2 separate regions of the Sus scrofa genome follow, and region 1 is linked to region 2. A link is a contact called in public Hi-C data. All regions are on one chromosome and are shown on one strand. Each heading gives the region's core, a stretch centred on a gene start, on an enhancer-like site or on the middle of the called end of the contact. The rest is flanking DNA. Distances are from core to core; before and after follow the strand shown. Region 1 holds the start of PPP4R1 (serine/threonine-protein phosphatase 4 regulatory subunit 1). Region 2 holds the start of NAPG (gamma-soluble NSF attachment protein).

Evidence for each region. A called contact is a pair of places that touch in the nucleus more often than the background predicts.
Region 1: a Hi-C map of epiblast stem cells shows a contact between it and region 2, with 4 times the contacts expected there. The contact joins the promoter of PPP4R1 here to the promoter of NAPG in region 2. A contact is called at or near these places in 2 of 47 Hi-C or Micro-C datasets (embryonic fibroblasts and epiblast stem cells).

What each region holds. Positions count from the first base shown.
Region 1 is chr6:98,459,168-98,464,768 of Sscrofa11.1, reverse strand. PPP4R1 (serine/threonine-protein phosphatase 4 regulatory subunit 1) reads right to left here and starts at 1,936. Exons shown (of 20, transcript XM_021096060.1): 1 at 1,819-1,936; 2 at 1,683-1,727. The coding sequence starts at 1,825.
Region 2 is chr6:97,973,663-97,979,111 of Sscrofa11.1, reverse strand. It overlaps NAPG (gamma-soluble NSF attachment protein), which reads left to right and starts at 4,138. Exons shown (of 12, transcript XM_021096051.1): 1 at 4,138-4,578. The coding sequence starts at 4,523. It overlaps LOC106508392 (a long non-coding RNA gene), which reads right to left and starts at 4,345. Exons shown (of 3, transcript XR_002344996.1): 1 at 3,105-4,345.

The DNA.
Region 1 (5,601 bases), core at 687-3,186, 490 kb before region 2:
GATATGGCCCTAAAAAGCGAAAAAAAAAAAGGGGGGGGGACAACAAACAAGCAATAGTCACCATCTACCAGCCACTATTCTAAGTGTTTTATATGCATTTATTTGTGCAAGGCTCTAAACAACCCTAGACTGTGGGTAATAGTAATTACACTAATCTAAAAACGGCAACATAAGGGCACAGGGAAGTTCAGTGAGTTGCCCGAGTCTGTCCAAAGGGGCGACATGAAGACTGGAGGAAAGCAGTCTGGCCTCTGAGCCGTCTAACAACTACTGTGCGAGCATGCCCCCACACCCTCATTATCACACTTGTATTAAAACTGCGTGTAAACCACTAGAGGGCATGGATTGTGACCATCCTGCCCACTGGTAGATCCTCAGTACCAAGCAGAACTCTGGAGGGTCATGAATAAATCATGGTTGAGTTCTTCACAGGTATGGCTTCTCTTCTAGGTTGCGTTCCCTAAGGGTCAAGGGCACAACTAACAGGACAGCTCACTTTTTAACCTTGACGAATGCATGGCACCTAAGTGGTAAGAAATGAGTGACAGCCCTTAACACCTGCTGAAGGAATGTGTTTTCTATTTACAAAACCTTGAACCTGAATATAAGCATGAGACGCCCCTGCCTCATCAGAGCCACGTCTTCAAGCCTAACTGTGCAAAAAACCAATAGCTACCTTAACATTTTAAGGTCACTAGGAGGGAGACAAGTGTCCTAGGGTAAAACATCACAGGAAATGTAAAAGTTGTCTTTAACTACCTGAGCGCTGCTCCCTTAAAAGAGCTCGTTACTTAAAAAAAAAAAAGTAAACTTATATTTTGCCAAAAATAAGTTTACATATGGTTCACTCACTTAAAAAAAAATACTCTTTTTAAGGAATCCTTCTAAAGAGTAAATCGCCCTCACTTCACTCAAAACACCCAGTCTTTAAAAATTGAGCTTATTTGTGGCAAGGGACACATTACACAATGCAAAAAAAGATTAACTACACGGCATTTAAAAGAGCTATTTCAAAGTGCAGCCACCTCTGTATTACTTACATCGACAGTAGCCACAGTAAATCTCAGCTCTGCCCGAACACACCACAAATTCTACCGCGGTTATCTCTGCAACTCAAGGACAATTTCCAAATTATTCTGTGTTCTCAGAAGAGCACACACGAAATGAACAAGTCCTTTCTGACGCTACTCTGGAAATGTCAAACTTTGTTTTGTTTTCCTTTCAGCCAAAGAATCGACTGTGAAAACTTGAGCATCTCCAAGAAAGCAGACATCTGAGTGTTCAAGAAGGCCTGGCGCCGTGCGAACCGCGCACCCTAGGAACGCGGCGGGGAAAGCGGCCCCTCCCGCCAGGCCACACCTTCCACCTTCCCGGCCCCCGGACCCCGGCGCCGGGAGACTGCGGGTCTCCGGCGTGCGGTGCCGCTCCGCGCGGGAGGCGCCCAGACCCTGTCCACGGTCCCAGCCCTCTGGCCCGGGAGGGGCCGCGGAGGCTCCCGGGCGCCCGCCTGCCCCGGCTTCCGCCCGCCGGTGCTCCCGCCCGGCCGCCGAGCCGCCCCCTCCGAGCCGGGCCGGGGACCGAGGGCCGGGGGCCGGGCGTCCCCACAGCCGCCGCCGCGCCGGGATCGGCCTCTGGACCCCACCGCCCGCCAGCCCCCCGCCCCGAGGCCGGCGCGCACTCACATCCGTCCGCGTCCTCCTGCAGGTCCTCCTGGAGCAGCGACAGGTCTGCGCCGAGGGAAAGAAGAAAGCCGTCAGCCCGCCGCCCGCCGCCCCCGGCCCGCGCCCCCCGCCCGCCGCCCCGCCGCGGGGCCCGTACCCGCCATCTTGCGGCGCCCCCTCCTCCGCCGTCGCCCGGGGACCGGGGCTACAGCGCGGCGCGCGCGGCGGCCGGTGGACGCGCGCGGGAGGCGGTGCCGCGGGGGCGCGCGGGGCGGGCCGAGCGCGGCGGGCGGACCCGGCCGCCCCTGCCCGCGCGCCGGCCCGCCTCCCGCCTGGCTCGCTCCCGGCCGCCCCGCCGGCGCGCTCTCGGCTCGGCCCGCCGCGGTACCGCGTGCGGTCGGGCGTCGTTGCCGCCGCCGGGGGCCCGCGCCGAGTGCTGGGCCGGGCGACCGGGGCGGGCGGGGCCTCGCGCCGCACGCTTTGTTGGGTCACGGCGCCGCCAGTTCGGTCGGCGGGGCTCAGCCCGGCCGCCACTCTATACACACACAGACACACACACACACACACCCCGCCCTGGCGGCTGCGCGCGCGGCCTCTGCTCCGGCCGAGACCGGGGCACTTCGGAGCCGGGAAGCGCGAACAAAGCCGCCGAGGGCCAGGCGCGGCGGGGCGGCTGGGCTCAGGCCGGTTCCGCCCCCTGGGCGGCGGGCGCGCGCGGGGCGGAAGTAAGGGCGATCCCCGACCTGGGGTTACTAGGATGAATGAGGGACAGCTGGGTCCGAGCGTAGGGTCCCTGACCTCCGCCGGTGCAGGAGGAAAGGCTTCTTTCTAGCTGTAGCTTTTATCCTGAAAGTGTTGAAACAATTTTGGTGGTATATGAGGTGCTGGAGTGAAACCTGTATCACAGGTTTTATTTTCCCTTGTTTTTACATGAGTTAAATGACGAGTACGACCTCTTCCACTCGAGGCCTCGGAAAGGCTCAGCTCCTGAGTGGGGAACAAAACAATGAGGCATCCTTACAGTTTTCGGAACAGGCCAGTTTAAAGTGATGCCACGTTGGGGGTCTGGACTCCTGGGGAGCAGAGAGAATTCCAAATGGTCTGCACTGTGGCCTTAACCAAGGGCACTATTACATTTAATGCCGTTAAAGACCCTCTGAAATTCATGATTCTGTGTAATAAAGTGGATTCTACTAGCTGTTCCAAAAACTTGCCTCGCAGATGCTACAAGATGGAATGCATGTTGCATAGTATATGTTAAGTTTCTGGGAGTAATAATAACTGGAATAGCACCTACGAGTCTAGTTGTGTGTCTTATTTTCTCAAATACAGAGTAATTAAAACTAAGAGCCAAACTGTCACGACCCATTTCTTCCCTGAGAGAAGGCCCTTCCCTGAATTCAGGTGACACTAATTCTCAAAATGACAAGGAGTTAGAAATTCACAGGCTATCAATTGACTCAGCCTGTAAGCATTTTGCCCAATGACACCTACCACTTTAACAATTCCGGGTGGAGGGGGGCAGGCACAGGATTTGGCTCTTTACACGAAGCGGTGATCTCCTTGCAACAACACAAGATCCAGGTCGCCAACTATGCTTCAGCTCCTGGACACACAAAAATAAGGAAACTATCTGGATGGTCTACCCAGTAAAGGCAGACTTCTAATTCTCAATGATTGTGCTGAAGTAGAGGTTACATACCCAGTGTTAGCCAGGGATGCAGAACGGCTAACCCTGCTTTTGCCTCACTGTGTTTTATCTCACTTTCTCTGCATTGGCAGCAGGGAGGAAGGTGTGTAATTTTGTCCATATTGTTCAGGAGCTGTGCATCTAGTTATCATCTTACCTGCACCACATGTTACAGCTGGTCCCTGGAGGCAGCTTGGTTTTCAGACATTTCAATGGGGCATCCTTACAGTTTTCGGCATAGGCACGATTTTTACATTTGATTTTTGTTCACCCTCTAGTCCTTTCTCAGAGATACAAGAAATGTTTTTTAAACCAGTATTTACTCTCTAAAAGGCACTGTTTCCTCCTCATAAAAAAAATGATATTTGAGGTGTTCCTGTCATGGCGCAGCGGAAGCAAATCCGACTAGCAACCATGAGGTTGTGGGTTCAATTCCTGGCCTTGCTCAGTGGGTTAAGGATCCAGCACTGCCGTGAGCTGGGGTGTAGGTTGCAGACACGGCTTGGATCCTGCGTTGCTGTGGCTGTGGCCTAGGCCAGCAGCTGTAGCACCAATTAGACCCCTAGCTTGGGAACCTCCATATGTCGTGGGTGCAGCCCTAAAAAGCAAAATAATAATAATAATAATGATATTTGAGGAGTTCCCATAGTGGTTCAGCGGTAATGAACCCGACTAGTATCCATGAGGATGTGGGTTCTGTTCCTGGCCTTACTCAGGGGGGTAAAGGATCCAGTGTTGCCGTGAGCTGTGGTGTAGGTCACAGAGGGGTTTTGGATCCTGAGTTGCTGTGGCTGTGATGTAGACTGGGAACATCCATGTGCCATGGCTGCGGCCCTAAAAAGAAAAAAAAAAAAAAAAGATATTTGAACCAAGAATAGCAATTATTATTCTACACATTCCTACCCCATTGGCACTTTTAATGTAGCCTATGGATGCCAGTTGTGCTGTTAGTGGTCAGAGCACAACCCCCCTTCCCCACAATCTGCCACTGAAATCTGTAAACTAGAGGGAATGCCATGAGTCACTGCTTTAAAAAGTATCATCCAACTATGTGGTACGAAGGCCTGAGTTTTTCAGAATAAATCCTCTTTCAACTGATAGTGAAAACTTTTATTAGTAGCCAAGGAGCCTCGGAAATGGTTGAATTTGGCTCTTCAAACACCAACAAACATAATAAGTATCACGGGGAAAGTATTGCTAATAAACAAAAAAAAAAAAAAACCCAACTGACATCGCCTGATGCAATGTCATTTATTAATTTTTGTATTGGTCATTGAACTGTTTACTTTTTTCTTCAATGAACATTCCTGAAACTGAAAGTATACAAAAAGTGGGTCTATTAGTTATTCTTTGAATAATAATAAAAAAATCAATCTGAAAATGGAGACATACATAAAAATGCTTTTTAAAACAATTTTTCTTTGGTCTTTTTTTTAGGGCCCCACCCATGGCATATGGAGTTGCCAGGCTAGGGGTCCAATCGGAACTGTAGCTGCCAGCCTACACCACAGCCACAGCAACGCCAGATCCCAGCCTCCTCTGCGGCCTACACCACAGCCCTCGGCAATGCAGCATCCTTAACCCACTGAGGGAGGCCAGGGATTGAACTCACGTCCTCAGGGATGCCAGTCAGGTTCGTTAACCACTGAGACATGAGGGGAACTCCTAAAACAAATTTTTAACCTTTTTTTCCATTCATCTCTGTGGAGTTTTTTAGCCAGGTTGATGAAATGTCCCTCACAAACTGCCACTCCCCAGTAAAACAAATATTTTCTTTTTTTTATTAGTTGCCAATCTCTTACCTAAAGCCTCCTGTACATATTTTGATAAGTTGTATGAAGGTAAATATTTCTGCGAAATTTTTATCTTTCCTTTCTATGCTTCCTTTAGTCCCCTTTAAAGCTCCTTGTCAAGACAACATTCCAAAATGAGAAATCTTAGACTCTCCTAGAGATTTTATAGTTTGCTTTCAAAGATACTAGATCTCTTTTGATTCACATCAACTAAAGATGCATTTTCCTCACAGTACCCTAGAAAAAACAGGAAAAAGGGAAGAAAGAGAAAAGGAGGAGGAAAGGGAGGGAGGGATGGAGGGAGAATGAATGGATGGAGAGAGAAAATAGCTCCAGAACCGAGCTCTGTCCAGGATTCTTTCAGGCTGTCCTTTCTCCGTTTACAGGAGTTGTAATAAATGCAACAGAATTTCAGCTCTGTCTACAGTCACCAAGGCTGCGAGTTTCTTAGCACAGC
Region 2 (5,449 bases), core at 2,889-5,388:
ATTACCCCAGTTGTGTTTAGTTGCCCATGGAGTGTGGGTGCTCAGGGGGATTTACGGGGAACATGAAGATCAGCACACAGCTGGGTGCGGTTCCTGGACGTGCAGCCTAGGGAGCCGTGGGGCTCTCCTTGCACCTGATGTGCTCAGGCTCTCGGGGATTTGCAGCCCCAAAGCCCTTAGCACCCACGTGGTTCAGCTGCCAGGGATTTCAGTGTCCCCTGTGAGCTGCAGAGTATCCTCTGCCCACATCTCTGAAAACGTGTGCTCTGGAGAGAATGGACAAAGGACAGGAGCCACAAGGCTGCTGTGCTCTGAGCCATGGGCCTTGGCGGGTCAGCTGTGAACTTGATAAGGGCCCAAGTGACAGGCACTGGGTGGGCTCGCCTCCGGCTGCTTGCTTGGCAGACGATCCAAAGCTCAGGGGTTGAAAAACCCAACGTGTTATTAATGCAGCTTGGGATGCTGGACTTTGGATGGGCCATCTCTGCTTCGTGATATCTGGGACCTTGGCAGTGGCCCTGCTGTTGGGAGCATGGGGAGTGGGGCACCCTCCCTCTACACATGTAGACCCTTGCCTGAGCCTAGGCTTCCCTGAAACATGGCAGCCTCAGGGAGGTCAGCCAGGTCAGGGTTCCCACAATGATGCCCAAAGGCCTGCCTCCCAGTTCTACTGGTCAAACAGCCGCAGAACCACTCACGGGCCAGGGAGGGGGCATAGATGCCATCTCTTTGTGGGATGGGTGTCCAAGATTTGACGGCCACTTTCATCTACCACATCACCATTATCCCCATTTAAGGGAGAGGAACCAAGGCTCAAGAAGCCAAAGGATTTCCATCTTATCAGGAGCCCAGCTGAGGTTGGAAACAATGAGCCCTAAGCCTGTCCTCCCAGTTTACAGCCCTGTTTTCCCAACCTGTGAATATCTGTTCAAGGTGAGACTTGAGGGCAAGCAACATTTCCACAGGATTTAGGGCAAAGCACAGCAAATTGTTTTGCCCCCGTCTTTTATACTTTGTATCACTCACTGCAAAGGCCTCTCCTGCCTGACATACCGCTGTAGGATCTAAAATTTGTTCTGAGAGGTTGTTCAAGGCAAAAGAAGAGGAAAAAATACAAACGAGTAAAATCACCAATTTAAATGAGAGCTACCTGGCTCAGGGTAGGCTTCCTTCCCCAGAGAACAGACATATTTACATGATGGAACAAGCTGGAACCCAATGGGAACCCCTTGTTATTATTAGATTTCCTCTTGAGAAGGATTTGTAAATGAAAACATAACTCGCTATTTTAGTATTTTGTTTTTCAGGGATGAAAAATCCTTTGCAAAAACAAATTTAAAAAGAAAAACTTATCCATTTCAAGCACTTGTTTATTTTCTTATTTGAAAAGCTAAAACCGTCTTCTTTCTTCTATGATTTCCTTGGGGGCTGGGAAGAATGAGGGTTTTTCTTCCTTTTTCTGAATCTGGAAGGACTCTGCAAATGCGAGCAGTACTGAGCCCTGGGTACTCAAGGCCTCCGCATGGCCTGGTCTCTGGGAGTAGCTGTGGGCCAGGGGTGCCGCTCAGTGGGCAGCCAGGGAACAGCAGGCCTTGGGGAGCTTGGTGGGAAGCTTGGGGCTGACTGGGCAGGGTCCCTCTCTGGATCTTTTACCCTTTTCTAGCACGTGCCCTGCCGTAGTATTATTATGCTCTCTCCCCAGCTACTGAGAATCTCCAGGAAAAGGGCCTTACAGCTGCTTTTGCAAACCCAGTGCAATTAGGGGCTTGACATTTTCATGTTTGAGTAAACTTTCTTAGTGTCTTTATTAACAGGTACTAATTTCTAATCATACAAGTAGAAGGAAGTTGTATTCAAGCAAGAGATGTGTTCCTAAAGATTTTCAAACATCATTCAAACCCTGCCTGATTCTAGGCAGATGTTGACTAGGGAAGGCGTGTTGGCCCATAGCCCGTGGTGCTCCTGGAATGGGCCAGGCTGCCAGCCTTCATCAGCGATGTACCTGGTCCAGACAGCACATGGCTCAGAGCTTCCGTCGGGCAGGTCTGTATTCAAAGGTTACCTTTCCTGGAGAGGTAAGCGCACCCACGTGCACTGTCCCAGCCCCTCCCTCTGAAGCCAGGATCCCATCTACATTCCATTTCCATTGGGTTATTTAGCATGTTTCCTGCTTGCCTTCCACTGCCCATCCTTCCCCTGGCAGGTAAGCTCTAGAGGTGCCAGGCAGGGATTTCTGTCCCCTATGTTTGGGAGCCGTACTCCCCCAGCCTGGAGCAGTGTCTGGCATGGGGAGCACACTCCACAGGATTTGTTGTGTGAAGGCCAAAAGAGCAAACGGTAGCCACGAGGCTCTGAAATGCTTCTTCCCAGGAGCTCCCACTGTGGCTCAGTGGTAATGAACCCGACTAGTATCCATGAGGATGTGGGTTCAATCCCTGGCCTCACTCAGTGGGTTAAGGATTTGGCATTGCCATGAGCTGTGGTGTAGGTTGCATACATGCTTTGGATCCTCCGTTGCTGTGGCTGTGGTATAGGCCGGCAGCTGCAGCTCCAATGTGACCCCCAGCCTGGGAACTTCCACATGCTTTGGGTGTGGCTCTACAAAGCAAACAAAACCCCTAAATGCTTCCGTGTTGATGCTCAAATAAAACTAGGTTTAACATTTGTGCCCCCTCACAGATCACACATTCCATGACAGCAGGCATTATGTCCCAGTGGGATTCAGAACGCACTACCCCAAAGTACGGCTCCTTGGCATACTGAAGGGGTTCAGCTGGGGGAACCTGAGAAAGAGCAGGTGCAGGCAGGTTTGATTCCTCCCTTCTCCCATGAGACCCTGTAAGGGAGGAAAAAGTTCTCCTCAACCCTCTTAGGCCCCTGGCTGGGTCTGAACATGAAAGTGACAGACAGATTAATAGGAGGAAAGACTACAGATTCACTGAACAGAAGTTTTAGGTGATGTGGGAGCCTTAATAAAGAAATTATGACTGAAGGACCAGTTAGACTGTGGATTTTCTGCTGGGTTCCATGTGCCAAGGTGCCGTATTTGGGGACAGCGTTTCCCGAACCCCATATACCCTATGTGAGAGATGAGCTACCTGTACCTGGAGGACAGGAACACTCTGAAGACAGAGGTGCTGAAGGTGGTGAGAACAAAGGCCTTGCTAGTTTCCACAGGTCACTGTGCTGGGCTCCTGCCCTTGTCCCATCGTGTTTTCCCAGGACTTTCCAGCCTTTAGCACAGCAAGCATAAAAACACAGGAGTAACCACTTTTGCGGGTCTTCATTTCCTTATAAAGGCTCTCGTGTCGCACAAAACCTCTGTTAAATAAATGTGTGCTTTTCCCCCTGTTCCTCCATCTTGCCCAGTCTAGTTTACAGAGTCACACCTAGAGGGCCCAAGATGGTCCAGGAAGAGATTTCGCCCTTGGATGACTGGTCCAGTGAAATGCAGTTCAGGAACTTAGCTGCACCAGGGCCTCCTTGACATGTATGAGCACAGATTCCAGGGACGGGTCACGTTAGCATGTTGCTGCTTTGTTTTTCTCCAACCACTTTCAATTGCTCAGAGCAGTTCCAGTCCGTAGAGAACAGGGGCTTTTCCATACAAGGAGAAAGGAAGAGGGCCAGGGAGGCTGATGCACACGCAGAAGAGTAGTTACAATGATGGAACATGGAGCTTATAATGGGTAAACAGGGAGGTGTGAACAGGAGCAGAGGCCAGGAAGAGGTGGGAGTTCTGCTGAAGGTGAAAAATTATCAGAGCTAGAAGACAGCAAGAAATAAAGTGTCTGCTTGAAAGTGATGCGTCGGGGGCACAGTCACTAGTAATTAGTTACCCATGACTGGTAAGGTCGAGGGTGTGATCCTGGGGATGAGAGTATGAGCTAGTTGGGTGGAGACCAAGGAGCTGCAATGCTATCGCAGAATCACCTTGCAGGTGTTGAAACCCCACGAAATGTGAGTCGGACACGGAGTTACTGTTATTTCTGCCAGACCCTTGCTGGCGAACCTCGCTCCCGAACGTCACGGAGTGCTCACTTCTGAGCATCTGTCAGGGGTTACCTGACGGTGACCGACAGGCGGTAGGGGCGCACATGTAGTAAAAAATAAACGAGTCTATGCGGTCACGGATCGCAGTGCCAATGCGCTTTCAAGGGAGCGGGAAGCGAGATCCACGAGGGCCGGACTCGGTCTCTCGTTCTCCCTGGCGACCTGCCGGCACTAGGACAGTGTCTGACGCATAGTAGGTGTTCGACAAACCGGTGCTTGACGAACGAATGAATGAGAGAACCTCCCTCACTACCCACCACTGCTGCGCATGGAGACAAGCTAGCGGCCAGCTCGGGCGCTCTGCGCCTGCGCGGCGTTTCCTGCGCGGCTCCCGGGCCGCTTCGCCGCACTTGGTTTGAGCCCTGCAGGCCCCGGTGGAGCGGCAGCGGCGCCGTCCCGGCCTCCTCCTCGGCGTTCCCACGCCCACTCGGCGGGCTCTCGGCCTCCACGTCAGGGCCGCACCGCGGAGATGGCGGCGCAGAAGATAAACGAGGGACTGGAGCACCTCGCCAAAGCAGAGAAATAGTGAGTGAGAGGCCCAGCGCGGCCCAGGCCGGACGCCGGGGCCGGGCCCCTCCGAGAGCTGTCCGAGTTAGCATCGCGCGGGGGGCGCAGGGGCGGGCGAGCGGGGCTTGGGGGGGTGGGCGCTGGCCCGGAAGCGCTACCGTCGACCCGGAAGTTGTCGCGGCTCGGGTGATGGGGGCAGTGGGGGCTCTTTGGTACCCCGGAGCCCGGCAGTCTGGGGGCTCCCCCCACCTAGGCCGGTAGCCCCTCTTTTTCCTCAGTTAAGGTGTCCCCTGGTCCCTTGGAAGCTGGCAGAGTCGTAAGCAGGTCGTCACTAACTGAAGTTTAGAATTAAAGATGATGTTCATTGGGCAATTTGTAAGCACACCTAAGCTTGACAGTCACTAAACTGTAAGCCTGAAATTATTCTGAAATTAAAGTATTGCAGAAAGGGCAGGTTAGATAAGGATTCAATCGGATTGTACTTTGGTGTGGCGTTTGAGATGCCAAGTAATCCTGGAATCCTGGAAAGCAGCTTCTGTCTTCCAGTCGTCCTCGTCTTTCAGGTGGTCCTTCCTGTCCCCTGGTGGCTCATTGGAGTCTTTCTTGCTGACTCCCTCTGTCTCCCTGAGTGTCTTTTCTGTAGTCTTTCTGGCCTTTCTCTGCAGTCTTCCTGGCTTTTCTCTGCAGTCTTCCTAGAGAAACTTATGGGGCCCTTGGTGTGGCATCTGCTGATGACTCCTCGGTCATTCTCTGGCCTCTCCTGTGCTGCAGTCTCACAGGTCCCACTGCTTACTTATGTGCTTCAGCCCTTCTCAAGCTTTAATACTTCTCAGGGCTTTTTACACCCTGGATTGCCGCCGCTATTCCAGAGTGTCTGGTTCGGTAGAGC